2 separate regions of the Rattus norvegicus genome follow, and region 2 is linked to region 1. A link is a contact called in public Hi-C data. All regions are on one chromosome and are shown on one strand. Each heading gives the region's core, a stretch centred on a gene start, on an enhancer-like site or on the middle of the called end of the contact. The rest is flanking DNA. Distances are from core to core; before and after follow the strand shown. Region 1 holds the start of Cdkn2aip (CDKN2A interacting protein). Region 2 holds the start of Trappc11 (trafficking protein particle complex subunit 11).

The links. A called contact is a pair of places that touch in the nucleus more often than the background predicts.
Region 2: a contact with region 1 is called in a Hi-C map of hepatocytes, with 2.8 times the contacts expected there. The contact joins the promoter of Trappc11 here to the promoter of Cdkn2aip in region 1. A contact is called at or near these places in 1 of 12 Hi-C or Micro-C datasets (hepatocytes) and 1 of 1 datasets of contacts at active chromatin or transcription factors (oligodendrocytes).

Annotation. Positions count from the first base shown.
Region 1 is chr16:51,262,805-51,270,333 of GRCr8, forward strand. It overlaps Cdkn2aip (CDKN2A interacting protein), which reads left to right and starts at 6,128. Exons shown (of 3, transcript NM_001014000.1): 1 at 6,128-6,721; 2 at 7,180-7,310. The coding sequence starts at 6,471.
Region 2 is chr16:51,463,553-51,471,090 of GRCr8, forward strand. Trappc11 (trafficking protein particle complex subunit 11) reads left to right here and starts at 2,303. Exons shown (of 30, transcript NM_001169115.1): 1 at 2,303-2,551; 2 at 4,973-5,198; 3 at 6,175-6,344. The coding sequence starts at 4,995. Rwdd4 (RWD domain containing 4) reads right to left here and starts at 2,166. Exons shown (of 8, transcript NM_001034994.1): 1 at 1,934-2,166. The coding sequence starts at 1,957.

The DNA of each region.
Region 1 (7,529 bases), core at 4,878-7,377:
TCAAAAATTCTCTCTCACTGTGAGGTGTCTTTCAAACTAATCCAGAACTTCGGCCATGATGCTGGCTGGAATATTTGTTCTGCAGTCTACATGTGGGTCTTCATACCTCCATGCTCCCTTTAGGTTGTTTTGTGGAATGCCATCTGCAGAAAAACTGGCTGGATGCTGGGACTGTTAACAGATTCCTTCAGAGACAGGACCCAACAGCAGTTACAATGCACACTCTTCCCATGATAGCAGAAAGCCTACTCTCCTGAAACAAAGTGGACTCTGTCACTAGTGCTTGAATTCAGTTATGAAGGGGAGCAGTCGTGAATAAATCCACAGGTTCTCCCTGTTAGCTGTGCTCAGGTGCATCACAGGCCTGTGTCCGTGCTCTGCTGACAGTGGCACCATCTTACCTCCAGTCTATTTATCTTACTTCCAATCTCTGTTCAGGTCAGGACAAATTGAGGGCTCTTCCTTGTTGGCTTCGCTCTCCCTGGATCTCAGCAGCCGGGTGTGTATTATCAAGAATTCCCTTTGCTGACTTGGGCTACTAACCCAGCCATGAATCACCTTGGACTTTGTTGCCACTACTTCACCATTGGGCAGGGACTTCACCGTTTAATTAGTTCAACTAGCTATTGGAAAATTTCAAGATTCTCTCTAGGCCCTAAGATACTTGCAGGAGCACACTCGCGTGCACACACACACACACACACAGTCTCTTGCGCTCTGTATATGGCTCTGTATGTCTGTGATCTACCTATGTTGGGAGAGAAAAGAAAGGAGTGTGGTAGGCCATGGCATGAGGACTCTCTTCCGTGCTCATTCTCTACACCCTGACAGTATGGAGGATACAGCCCATCCACAGTGGGGAAACATGGCAGCAGGCAGCTCCATGGAGACAACTGTATAGCCAGGACTGCTTAACTCCTAGCAGAACAGGAAGCAGGGAGGCCAACAGGACCCAGTCAGGCTATAATTCTCAAGGTCCATGCCCAGTGATATCCCAGGTTTCACCTCCTTTTACAGGGTCCACAACCTCTCCACAGTGTTGTCAGCTAGGGACCGAGTGTTCAGACATACGGGCTTATGGGGAATTTACCCTAGGATAGGATAGTGCTATCCTGAGTTCTCTTTTCTCTTGAATGCATGGTACTCTCAACTTTGTGGTCTATGGTCTATACCTTGAATCTTTATATTAGAAAACTTACATCATAGGGGAACTGTAATCAGACTACAGTGAATGAAAACCCATTATGTAATGTGTATGAGTGTTTATAGGAGGATACACAGGTGCAATGGGGTACGTGGAGGTCAGAGATAGAGCCTGGAGGACTGAGTCACCCCACTGGTCTTAAATTGAACTTTTTAAGAATCTAAAACAAAAATATGTATTTCTTATCAAGAACCCAACTCTTTCAAACAACTATTCGTTTACAGACGATTTTTGCTTTTTTTTTTTTTTTTTTAATAAGTGTGAAGCCAAGTGAGGACACGCCTGTACTCTGAGATGTGTCAAAAGGATCACCAGTTTCAGGCTATCAGAGAGACAGCAAAACTATGTCTTCAAAGAGAAAAAAAAACTTTACTGTTGAAAGGTTAGTTGTAGCCAGACATGATGGTGCAGGCCTTTAATTCCAGCACTAGGGAGGCAGAGGCAGGCTGATCTATAGTTTGAGGGTAGCCTGGTCTACAAAGTGAATTCCAGGACAGCCAGGGCTACAGAGAGAAACCATGTCAAGAAAAGAAAGAAAGGAAGGAAGGAAGGAAGGAAGGAAGGAAGGAAGGAAGGGGAAGAAAGAAAGGGAAGGGAAGGAGAGAGGGAGGGAGGGAGGGAGAAAGAAAGGAAGGGAGAGAGGGAAAAGGGAGAGAAAAGAAAATGTTCTATTTGATTTTCTGCCATGGCCTTGAAGCTAGTCAGAAGGAAGACACAGGGCAGCAAGAGAAAAATATCTTGTTTTGAAAATTTACCAGTGTCACCAGATATGGTGACACATGCCTTTAATTCTAGCACTTGGAGAGGCAGATGCAGGCAGATCATGTGAGCTGGAGACCAGCCTGGTCTACAAAGCAAGTCCAGGACATCGAGGGCTCAGTTACACTGAGAAATCTGTCACAAATAAACAATTTACCAATGTCACCTAGCTATGAAATCATATTTTCTTCTGAACCCCTTGCCAAATGCTTCTATAGCCTTTACATTTCAGGTCTTAACTATAAAAGGAATAGGAGAGCAAGATTGAAGCTTCCAAAAAACGGTTTTTGGCCTGCTGTTGTAGCCTCTTCTGGTATGGCAAGGAAGGCAGTGTTTTCATGAAGCTGGTTCTTATTGCTCCAGCATGTATATAAATTTTAAAAGACAGCATTTCTGCTTATTCAGTGTCATCTAACATTGTAACTGCCTGGTAGAAAAAGAAATTTTTTTAAAGTGTTTTGTTTTTTGTTTTTTTTTTTTTTTCCAGACAGGCTTTCTCTGTGTAGCCCTGGCTGTTCCTGTTCACTTTGTTAACCAGGCTGGCCTCAAGCTCATAGATCTTGGCTTGGGGTGACTGGCTGGGCTGAAATGAAGGTAATTTAAAAGGCTCCTGCTTCTTACTCTCTTTTTTTTTTTTTTTTTTTTTTTTTTTTTCGGAGCTGGGGACCGAACCCAGGGCCTTGCGCTTCCTAGGTAAGCGCTCTACCACTGAGCTAAATCCCCAGCCCCTCTTACTCTCTTATTAGACTATTCAAACAATGGACCCTTAAAAAATGAGAATTTCCCCCCAAAATCTTAGAAGTAAAAGGCTCCAGCTAATGGGACTTTGTCTTCTTGAAAAAGATTTCAAGTTCTGACCACAGTTTAGCCACCTCGCCTCGGAGACTCAGGCCTGGACAATGCCGCTGTTTGATGACTCATATCTTTTTTTTTTTTTTTTTTTTTTTTTTTTCTTATTCTTTGGTGATTTATTTTCTTTTTTTTTTTTTTTTTTTTTTTTTTTTTTTTTTTTATTAACTTGAGTATTTCTTATATACATTTCGAGTGTTATTCCCTTTCCCGGTTTCCGGGCAAACATCCCCCTCCCCCCTCCCCTTCCTTATGGGTGTTCCCCTCCCAACCCTCCCCCCATTGCCGCCCTCCCCCCATAGACTAGTTCACTGTGGGTTCAGTCTTAGCAGGACCCAGGGCTTCCCCTTCCACTGGTGCTCTTACTAGGATATTCATTGCTACCTATGGGGTCAGAGTCCAGGGTCAGTCCATGTATAGTCTTTAGGTAGTGGCTTAGTCCCTGGAAGCTCTGGTTGCTTGGCATTGTTGTACTTTTGGGGTCTCGAGCCCCTTCAAGCTCTTCCAGTTCTTTCTCTGATTCCTTCAATAGGGGACCTATTCTCAGTTCAGTGGTTTGCTGCTGGCATTCGCCTCTATATTTGCTGTATTCTGGCTGTGTCTCTCAGGAGCGATCTACATCCGGCTCCTGTCGGTCTGCACTTCTTTGCTTCATCCATCTTGTCTAATTGGGTGGCTGTATATGTATGGGCCACATGTGGGGCAGGCTCTGAATGGGTGTTCCTTCAGTCTCTGTTTTAATCTTTGCCTCTCCCTTCCCTGCCAAGGGTATTCTTTTTCCTCATTTAAAGAAGGAGTGAAGCATTCACATTTTGATCATCCGTCTTGAGTTTCGTTTGTTCTAGGGATCTAGGGTAATTCAAGCATTTGGGCTAATAGCCACTTATCAATGAGTGCATACCATGTATGTCTTTCTGTGATTGGGTTAGCTCACTCAGGATGATATTTTCCAGTTCCAACCATTTGCCTATGAATTTCATAAACTCGTTGTTTTTGATAGCTGAGTAATATTCCATTGTGTAGATGTACCACATTTTCTGTATCCATTCCTCTGTTGAAGGGCATCTGGGTTCTTTCCAGCTTCTGGCTATTATAAATAAGGCTGCGATGAACATAGTGGAGCACGTGTCTCTTTTATATGTTGAGGCATCTTTTGGGTATATGCCCAAGAGAGGTATAGCTGGATCATCAGGCAGTTCAATGTCCAATTTTCTGAGGAACCTCCAGACTGATTTCCAGAATGGTTTTACCAGTCTGCAACCCCACCAACAATGGAGGAGTGTTCCTCTTTCTCCACATCCTCGCCAGCATCTGCTGTCACCTGAGTTTTTGATCTTAGCCAATCGCACTGGTGTGAGGTGAAATCTCAGGGTTGTTTTGATTTGCATTTCCCTTATGACTAAAGATGTTGAACATTTCTTTAGGTGTTTCTCAGCCATTCGGCATTCCTCAGCTGTGAATTCTTTGTTTAGCTCTGAACCCCATTTTTTAATAGGGTTATTTGTTTCCCTGCGGTCTAACTTCTTGAGTTCTTTGTATATTTTGGAAATAAGGCCTCTATCTGTTGTAGGATTGGTAAAGATCTTTTCCCAATCTGTTGGTTGCCGTTTTGTCCTAACCACAGTGTCCTTTGCCTTACAGAAGCTTTGCAGTTTTATGAGATCCCATTTGTGATGACTCATATCTTAAATGTCCACATCCCTAGCCTTTTATTTAAACGTGAATCTCATTTCAGGGTCTGAAAGACTCACTTGGGGTCGGGTGGGTGTCAGTATCCATCTCCCTCATTTCTCTCTCTCTCTCTCTCTCTCTCTCTCTCTCTCTCTCTGTTTTTCTCTCTCATCCTCTTTCCTACTCTCCTCTCCCCTCCCCCTTCTCCTCCTGTCTCCACACCCCCCCTTCCTCTCCTCTCTTCATCTAGCGGGAGGGGGCAGGGTTTGGAAAACGGTTTCTTAGTGTAGTCCTGGAACTAGCTCTGTAGACCAAGCTGGCCTCAACTCAGAGATCCGCCTGCCTCTGCTCCAGAGTGCACACTGCAGCCGTCTTTGTCTCCCCTTGCCTGTGTGGTCTCTTTAAAGGTCTTTACCTGCTTCCCACTAATGTGAATCTTCTAATTGGCTAATTGAAGCAGAATCGTGTTAGGGCACAGGCTTATAACTGTCAAAGTTTAGTAACAAAATGACTTAATTTTTTTCCTTAATCATTCTGTTTTTTTTGTTTTTTTGTTTTTTTTTTTCGGAGCTGGGGACCGAACCCAGGGCCTTGCGCTTCCTAGGCAAGCGCTCTACCACTGAGCTAAATCCCCAACCCCAATCATTCTGATTTAAGCATTCTCACAACAGAAACGCAAACATCTATTGGAGGAAAATTCAATCACATAATTTATCACTATTCATATTATTACACTCATGCTTTGATTTCACTAATATTATACATATAACTAAACTTGGAAATGTTAATAAACACACCAGCAACTAAAAAACCACGGGTTGGAGAGTTGGCTCCGCCGTACCCGCAGATCTTCAAGAAGACCTGGGTTCAATTCCCAGAACCCACACGGCGCTCAAAATCCCGCATCACTTCAACTCCAGATCCATAGCCCTCTTGCGTCCAAGGGCATCAGACATGTACATAAAGCACAGGCAGACATGCAAGCAAAAACATGGAACACATAAAAGTGCAAAAGCACAGTTGCTCTTGAGGGAAGAGGCCGGGCAGACGAGATAAGCAGATACATTTCCACTTTGGTCCTACCGGCGTTAACAGCTAAAAGCAGTTGACATAGGGTTGTTTATAGCTTGAGGACCAAAAACGTTAGGGGAGAGGAAGCAGGTATTGTCTGGGTTGAACCAGGAACCTAAGAAACCGCGGAAACCAAGCCAGATCGTGCGGCGCAGGCGCAAAGGTCGTCTGGCTTTAAATAAACTGGAGGAGTAGCTTGTGCTTGCCGGTTAAGTTACATTCGTGCTTAGTACTTTTATTGCCCCTGCCGCTCAAGACATCCATCCCCACGTCCCCAAACGCCCCGAGACTTTCCTGGCCTCGGGACACTGGGTTTACTTCCCCCGGTACACAGCAGCTCTTGAGGCAGGGCGGCCATGGAAGCCAGCTTTTGTTTATTTTGGCCGCGCGCGACTGCGAGTGTCCGAGGGCGGAGACGCGCAGGCGGAGCGGCGACTCCCGCGACGCCAGGTCTCCGCGTTCCGCCCGCGGTCGCCAAGCCCGGGGGCGGAAACAGAGCCCGGCGTCACAAAGCGCCGCCGGAACGCTGAGGCTGCCGCACTGGCGCCGCGCGCCCTCTCAGGGCGGGAGGCACGCCTGCCCCTCAGTCGCCTCGGCTCCGCCTCAGCCGGGCGCGCCCTCCGACCGAGGTGGGCGCAACCGCTGAGTCGCCGGCGGCTGGGCGCTGCAAAGCATCCTGGGAGAACGCGCTCGCGCCGGAAGGGCGCGCGAGTGCGCGGCGGCAGCGAGGTTATAAAAGGGAGCGAGCCAGCGGCAGGCGGAAGTGGGCGGTTCGTCGGCGCCTTGTTCTGTTGTTTGGTGTTTGGGCTTCTGGAGGGGCGTTCTCGGGAGGGCCGCCGGTGCAGGCCGCGCTGACAGGGCCGCTCGCCGCTCCGCCCTGTGCGCTCGCGCTCTCCTCGTCTCGCAGGGTCCCAACATGGCGCAGGAGGTATCCGAGTACCTGAGCCAGAACCCGCGAGTAGCCGCCTGGGTGGAGACCCTTCGCTGCGAGGGCGAGACGGACAAACACTGGCGCCACCGCCGGGAGTTTCTGCTTCGCAATGCCGGGGACCTGGTCCCCGCGACCGAGGAGACTGCGGACGCGGAAAGCGGAGCCCGCAGTCGGCAGCTACAGCAGCTCGTCTCCTTCTCCATGGCCTGGGCAAACCATGTCTTCCTAGGGTGCCGGTGAGTGGGAGCGTCGCTATCCAGCCTTCCGGGCTTCGTCCGCGCCCCCTGTCGCTGGGCGAGGCGCGCTCGCGGGGACCAGAGTCGCTAGGGAGGGCCGCTTTGGAAGCGCGGGAATCGGTGGCACTGTCGGTCCTCGGAAGGCAAGAGGGGCGACCGTGGCAGCCTCGACCTCACTGTTGGCCGGTGTCCGGGTTGTTTGCGCCCGGCAGATGGAGTTGTTGCCGCATAGCTGACGGTTCTCGGCCAGGGAGACCGAGTTTAAAGGTTCCCTGGCACAGACCCGCCTCCCGAGCCCTAGGACATTTGTCCCTGGCATCTCGGGAAACAAAAGTTGTCTCGCGGTTCGTACACTTTGATCGCGACCAGGAAATGCAGTCTCCGCGGGCCTGCATTCCTCACACTGCCAGTACTTTTCGAAAAACACTTCTTGAGAGCGACTTTTGCTTCTTTTTCAGGTACCCTCAAAAAGTTATGGATAAAATTCTTAGTATGGCTGAAGGCATCAAAGTGACAGATGCTCCAATCCATACCACACGAGACGAACTGGTTGCCAAGGTGAAGAAAAGAGGGATATCGAGTAGCAATGGTTAGCAGATCATAGATGTGAACATACATAGGAGTTTAGAAAATAAGCTTGATAAAATTAGGAATTATTGTCATTACTAATTTCTTTTTAACAATCCAGAGTGTGTATGCTGTATTAATCTAGCTGAAATGTTAAAGGTAAACTGTGTTTCTGTCTGTCTTAGGTGCTGAATTTGATAATTTACTTTAACTGTTTTAGATGTTCAAGTCTGATGTCTGA
Region 2 (7,538 bases), core at 1,053-3,552, 200 kb after region 1:
GAACAAAAACAATACAAAACAACAAAGAAAAACACAGAAATCCAAACTGGATTCAAGAATGTAACTTCAGCCATAACCCCTTTCCATACTTTAATTAATAACTTGGGCAGGAACAAAAAGAGAAGACAGGCTTGATAAAATGTGTGGATGATGATTGATGAGAAAACGAATCATGACAATGAAAGAATTAAGATGAAGTACTTTTAAATAAAGCTATGATATACTTAACAGGGTAAATATTAACATTATTACATTAAATATTACATTAAAATTGCATCTAATACCTAAATATCAAAGTAGAGGATGAAGGATGAACTGTTATTGTATAAAGCACTCAGGGGATGTTGACAGACAGTAAATCAGAAGACAGTGTGAGGCAACAGTTTCAGCAGAAGCAAACGGAGATTCAGTTCACACACTCAAATCAGGACAGCAAAGGAACTAAGATAAGTGAACAAAAGTGAACTGGAGACATATGATGTCTCTTTTTTTGTTGTTTCATTTTATTTTCAAAGCCAGCATCTTCAAAACTGGGCAGGAAACTATCTTCAAAGATCCAGACACCTATCATGAGGAAGAATAAAACTTCACTGTTGAAATCAAAGGTTCCTGGATGCTGGCACAGTAATTTTGCTAATTAGTAACCCCTGCCAGGAATTTGGTCTCAGATTCTTTAGGTCTGAGGTGGAGTCAGCTACCAGCCATGATGATGAACCATCAGTCAAGTCCATGAACTGGCAGGAATATTTTAGCAGGATATTCAGATACCAATTACCCTATGGATGTTGGGGTCCTTTATGGAGTATTTGTAACCTAGCTTCTTTTAACATCTACATTGTCAGAACATTTTAAGGAACACAGTCAAAATAAACAGCAAATTACTACATCTCTACTACTATACAAGGAGTCTACTGCGACATAAGATTTTTTTTCTATGGGATGGGATTTCTGGAACTACTCCTTTGAACCAGGTTAGTCTCAAACTCTGAAATCGGCCTGCCTGCTGCCTCCCGAAATCCTGGGATTAAAGGCGACCACCTAGAGATTTATCTTCTAATCCTTATTCTACCACACTCACCAAACCGCCCAAGGGTGCTCGAGCACTGTTGACACTTTGCTTTCTCACCTGGACACATTATAGAGTTAGAAAGTTAAATGACAAATAATTTGGGCTGGGGATTTAGCTCAGTGGTAGAGCGCTTACCTAGGAAGCGCAAGGCCCTGGGTTCGGTCCCCAGCTCCGAAAAAAAAAAGAACCAAAAAAAAAAAAAAATGACAAATAATTTATAGTACCTATTCCTTCCGAGTCTATACCAATATATTTTGCAAAACGAACAAACAAAAAAAACCCACCACCACCACCATTACCAACAAAACCCAAAGCACAAACTACAAGATTAGGATTGATATGTGGATGCTCAAAACATTGTATATCTACTCAACAACAGAATGACTGCAGACTTCACTAAGCATCAGGGACTGAAACCAAAACACAGGGTCATTCATTTTTCTCCAGAGATTTTACTTACTCAACCCTTTCTACGAAACCACAAGTTTTAAAATTTAAAGGTGTTCAGATTTTAAGACAGAATAACTGGACACACAAGCGCTAAGCCACAAAAGGGATTTAAGGATGGCCAAGTGCACTAGGGTCGTGGACCAAGGACACTCATCTTAGCAAGAAAATCTAAGGAGACCTTCGGGTTGAAAAAAAAAAAAAAAGACAAATAAGGGAAACGGGAGGTTTAGTCTCACGTGATCCATTCATGCTTGCTGGCCATACGGTTGTCCAGTGCTATCTGGCAGGCGATCCACCAACGTGGGACATCCGGACAGGCAATGAAGGCTCTCAGAGCGAAGGACATGTGCGAAGTCCGGGTGCACCACGTTGGGACCTGGGCCGAGACAGAGGTGACCAGTCCTGGGTTCTCACCTCCTGATCCTCGTTGGCACCCATCGCTCCGGGCGCTCGGCGTTCGCTACCGCGAAGAACGGGCGGGCAGCGGGCGGGAGGCCGAGGCACCCCGTTTCCGCGCCTCGGTCTAGGGAAACCTTCCTTGCAGCCGTGGGTACGACCTCGCGCACTCCCGATCCTCGGCAGCTCCAAGCCACCGGCAATCGGCTTTGGGCCGGGAACCAAGGATCGCGTTAAGTGCAATCGGGAACCAGGATCACGTTAAGGGACACCTAGACCTCTGACCAGCTACTGATGGGCGGTAACGAGGAAGCCCCGCCCCCTCTCACGATCGCTTCTCCTATTGGCTTCTTCTTTTTCCGCCCCCAACTCCTTCTCCTCTAGGAAATGGAACACCTTCCTAACAAGAAACCCCGTTCTATTCCAGGACTGGTGTGCGGTACTGTCACTCAAGCCCAGGAAGTGCTTCCTGTGCCAACGGAGGCGGGGAAAAGGAAGTCTCGCCTTCTGCCGCCCGGTCTGGGGCTGGGGCTGTCGGTTGTCGGTGGCCGTGTTCCTAGACGCCCCTCCCTGACTCTCCTGGCTCTTTCGGGGCCGACGGAGACTCGCCGCGGCTGCAGCGGGTCCAGGGCCTGGGTGAGTTGAGCCCAGAAACCTTCCAGGCCATCCCGACTGGTTTAGTGGCCTGAGTGTCCCCTTGGCGTTTCTCCTTCACCTGCAAAGAAGAACGCACTTATTTCTAGCGAGGTGGGAATGGTGGAGGAAAATTGTCAGTTTCTAGGACTTTGAGGTTATTCTCCTTGCCCAGTTGCAGCTACTAGCGTCGAATGCTGCGACCCTAGGGACAGTCTTTTCGTTCATTTGATCTTTTTGCAGGTGGGCGTCTGTCAATCCTTGCTTGCTAGCCCGTGTCTTGCATCCCGAACCACCTGTTTATTGATATCCGTCTTCTTTAGTAGTTACTTTGATTGAGTTAGCTTGTTTCTCTTCTACGATAGCTTGCACTAACCAGGTGATCTGGTGCTGAGCACTTACTTTGTACTTTTATATGTTCCCTCCCTGTCAATAGTTTGCTTGACATATATTGACAATAGTTACTCCATTATTTTCCAGGAAGCGATTTATTTCCTGTGTGTCATTGAAATCTATTCAGTCAGCACTTGTCCTGTACCATCCCTTTTTAAATTTCCCTACAGCATAGGCAGGACCATTGCAAGTGCCAACGCTTGTAAGGTAGAATAAGGCAGGGATGGCTGGTGCAGTTTTCATGATGTTGTTGGAACAGATTTGCAGTAATCAAGAGCTACACTGTCAGTAGCCAAGAAGGGGCTATAGACACTTGAAATCGGCTAATCTGAACTGAGGCGTGCTGTTCCTGTACAATACACACAGGGTTTGGGTTTGAAGACGATACACAAATAGGTTTTTACAAGTTCATGGGTTACTTACGATGTTTGGGAAATATTTTCGGCTAAAATAGAATATGTCTAAAATCCCCCATCTTTCTATTTCTTTTTTGCCGGGTGGGTGGGGGACTCTCTTTGAGATCTCCATAGCCCTGGCTGCCCTGAAATTGCCCTATGGACTGGGAATTTGAATAGTCCTCCTGCCTCTGCCTCCCGAATGCTGGGTTTTCAGGAGTTTGCTTTCTGAACCAACTCCTCCTTTACCTTCTAACATAACTGTTGGGAATTTTGACATTATTTTTGTGATTCGTACTATATGCCTCTTAGGCAGTACTAATTTAAAAACTTTATTTTAAAAGGTTATTTCTACTCTCCGCCTGTATCCATTCAATATTCAAGGGCCACAGCTATTTCTTTTGAGCCTCTTAAGATTATCAAGGGAAATGCTCCGTTCACACACTTGTCTAGAATGTTTGGTATTAGGCAGATATGGAAGCCATATTATATTTTGACTGCTTCTGTTTTGCTCATTTTCAGTTCCCCAGAAGCAGTGGATTTCTTCGCCCATATAGCACAGCCCTTCCCAAACGTCTTTTAAAGCAACTCTGCAAGCTTATGTTGTAGATGCATCATTTCTGTCAAGCTTTCCAAATGTTTCACTATCCATTGCTCCTTAGCATTTGAGCAGGAGGTCGCTATTAGTAAAGGTCGTTAACTTTCCAGTTAGAAACAATCCACATTTTAGGGATCAAGTGGCATTTGACACTAAAATTTTCCCAGAGTTGGCCTTGCATTTTGTATCATGTGATGATGACAGTCCCTTCTTTAAAGAAGCATATGATAAATCCTTTCAGAAATAAGAAATTACTCTAAAAATATTGTGACACTTTTGTTTGGAATAAGCACATTTTTATACAGTGATTTTCTAAAGTCAGTTCATAACTGCATTTATTGTAGACTCAGCTAAAGGATGCCATACAAACGTGTCCTAGGGATTTCCGTTCATTTCCAGTGTCTTTTTTTTTTTTTAGAGATTTTCCTTTATCTATTGATTTTCATGCTATGTTATGAAAATCAGAAAAGCAGCTATTAAATTAGAATTATATTCTAAGTGCTGAGAAATTAGATAATTGTAATTCCAAAGAAATTTGAGAAAGTTGGATTTTTTATATATGTAAGTCAATAACTATTTTTTTAATTTTATTGATTATTGTTGATACAGGGCACATATATGGCTTGAATATTCTTCTTAATAAAAATTTATTTTATACCAGTCCATCTTGAACACTTGATCCTCCTGTGTCAGCCTCCTGAGCTGTGGGATTACAGCATGTGCTAGCATGCGCCAGGCTGGATCTGTTTTAATTTTTCACTTAATCTGCTTTCTTAGTCTGTTCATTCCACACTTTAATAGACATTTTGAAAGATTATTGAAATAGAGAATTTGTCTGAAAATTGAGTACAACCTTTTCTAACAGCAGTGCAATTAGTAATTTTAATGTCTGACTTAGTAATTAGAGTTTTCATCTGCTCTCTTCTATTTGCTTGACTGTGTATATGCAGAGCCTTTTGTCTTTTTGCAATGTTTATAATTAGATACTGATGTTGGTTTTTAAAACTAATTATGGCTATCTTAACATTTGTATTTCAGAGTTTTCTGTGACGTCTTAAACATGAGCCCCACACAGTGGGACTTCCCTGTGGAGTTATGTTGCCGGCCTATGGCTTTTGTTACACTTACTGGCCTTGATGTGGTGTATAATGCTGTCCATCGAGCAGTCTGGGATGCTTTCTGTGCCAATCGGAGAGCTGACCGGGTACCAATTTCTTTCAAAGTGCTCCCAGGTGACCATGAATACCCAAAATGTAGATCAAAGGTAATGACATAGGGTCACTTGCATTCATTCATAGCCCCTGTCCTCTTCTTCCTTTCAATCCTGCTCCAGTTATGTGTACTGGAATCCCCTGAGTTTATCAGGGCAAAGGTTACCATGTGCCTAAGGAAGAACAGGTATTTCATACACTGTGGAATGTATGCGCATGTTTAATAACACTCACTTTTAGCCTCATGAGCACTAGTCGCAATGCTTTCTGTACTTGAGCCTACATTTTTTTTTTTAAAAATGTATCTAGTGTGCATGTTTTTGTGTGTGTGTGTGTGTGTGTGTGTGTGTGTGTGTATGTTTGTGTGCGCAAGTCTGATGACAATTTGCAGTGTGGGTTCTGAGAATTGAACTCAGGAACTTTTAGGCTTTGCAGAAAGTGTCCTTTCTATCTACCCCCCTTTCCTTTTCATTAAAATACCCCCACGTGTCCATAACGTTAACAGTCTTCTCAAAAGGAAGAAGCCGCATTACCCATTCATCACTGCCAGCTGCGTTTGGAGTCCATGGCCTTTGTGGTTAGGTTCAGCTTCACCTGTTTTCTAAAGCATTTTTATTTTATCCACAGTAAGATGCTGTCACGGCAGTACGTGAACAAATGAAGGCATAGTGGATCTTAGATCATTTTACTATTTTACAGGAGCAGAAATCAGATGGGAAAGTGTAGAAGCAGACCTAGAAAATGGCTGAATACTTTTTACAGGAGCCGAGGTCCTTGGCATTATCGAGACTTTTATTTTTTTGCTCTGGCCATTCTTCCTTCCATGGGAAGTGTAGTGTTTGTGTGGTTCAGGTTCCACTCTGACTTAGACACTCAGAGCTTTTATTAATATCTGATGGGTTGACTGTCCCGTCTTAATAACAGGTAGTGTGCGTACTGAGTGAAGCAAACAAATGTGACGTGCCTGGCACTCTGGGGGTGGCATCTGCTGCTTTTCTCGTCAGCTAACTTTTTCGTCACGGTTGGCAGAGAACTTCGTATGAGTGGTACATTCCTAAAGGAATCCTAAAGACCGGCTGGATGAATAAGCATCTGAACCTCGTGCCAGCGCTGGTGGTCGTGTTCTATGAACTGGACTGGGACGAGCCTCAGTGGAAGGAAAAGCAATCTGAGTGTGCCACCAGGGTGGAGATTGTCAGGTATGGCTCTGTCAGGCTTGCAGACCTCTGCTCTGTTCTCCAGGGCTTACGTGTTTGTGGTTGCCGGCCTTGTGTTCAAGGCCAGCACTGAACCCTGAACCGTACTCTCAACCCTATTCACAAACACTTTTTGGAAGTAACCGAATAGTGTTTAAACTGTAATGGTTACTCTGAGAGTGTTAACCTCTAAACTCATTCTGTTTCTAAGAGGTGATAGTAATGCCAAGGATGTGAAGAAATTGTGAAGGCAAGTTGGCCTGGAGTTCCAAATTTTTATCTTATACTATGATCTCTTGAGAGATAACAATTTATATCAGGCCCCATAAGATACTTTTCTCAAAGGACTTTTTTTTTTAAAAGATATATTTTATTATTTATTTGTGTATGTGTATACATATGTATGTGTGTTCAAGTGAATATGTGTGTGTGCATATGTATCCTGGAGTTTGTGGAGACTTAGAAAAAAGCATCACATCCCCAGGAGCTGGAGTTGTAGGCTGTTGTGGACCACACCATAGTGGTTGCTAGGAATTGAACTCTGGTCCTTTGGAAGGACAGCAAGAGCTCTTAAATGCTGAGCCATCTCTACAGCTTTCATAACACTTAGACATTGTTTTTTTTTTTTTTATTTTTATTTTTTTTTTAGATTTATTCATTTATTATATATAAGTACACTGTAGCTGTCTTCAGACACACCAGAAGAGGGCATCAGATCTCTTTACAGATGGTTGTGAGCCACCATGTGGTTGCTGGGAATTGAACTCAGGACCTCTGGAAGAGTAGTCGGATGCTCTTAACCGCTGAGCCATCTCTCCAGCCCAGACATTGTTTATCGTTGTTTATGTACATGGTTTGTTTTTGTGTTCATATGTGCCATGATGTGTGGGGGCCCAAGGGCAGCCGTGGAGGGTTGATTCCCTCCTTCAACTTCACATGCGTTTGGGGCTCTAACTTAGGTTGCCAGTTGACAAGACAGGCACTCTACACTCCGAGTGTTTCACTGGTTCCCATAAGACTTGCTTTATCATGTGTCATTCTAAGATAATTATTCCAGATGATAATGTATCACTGTGAAAAGGTAAGCTAACTAATTTTTATATAGAAGTGGGTGTTTAAAATTCACATTAAAATGGTCTTTACATTTATTTATTTATTTGGAAGGCGGGTCATGTGTGTGGTCAGAGAACAGCTTGG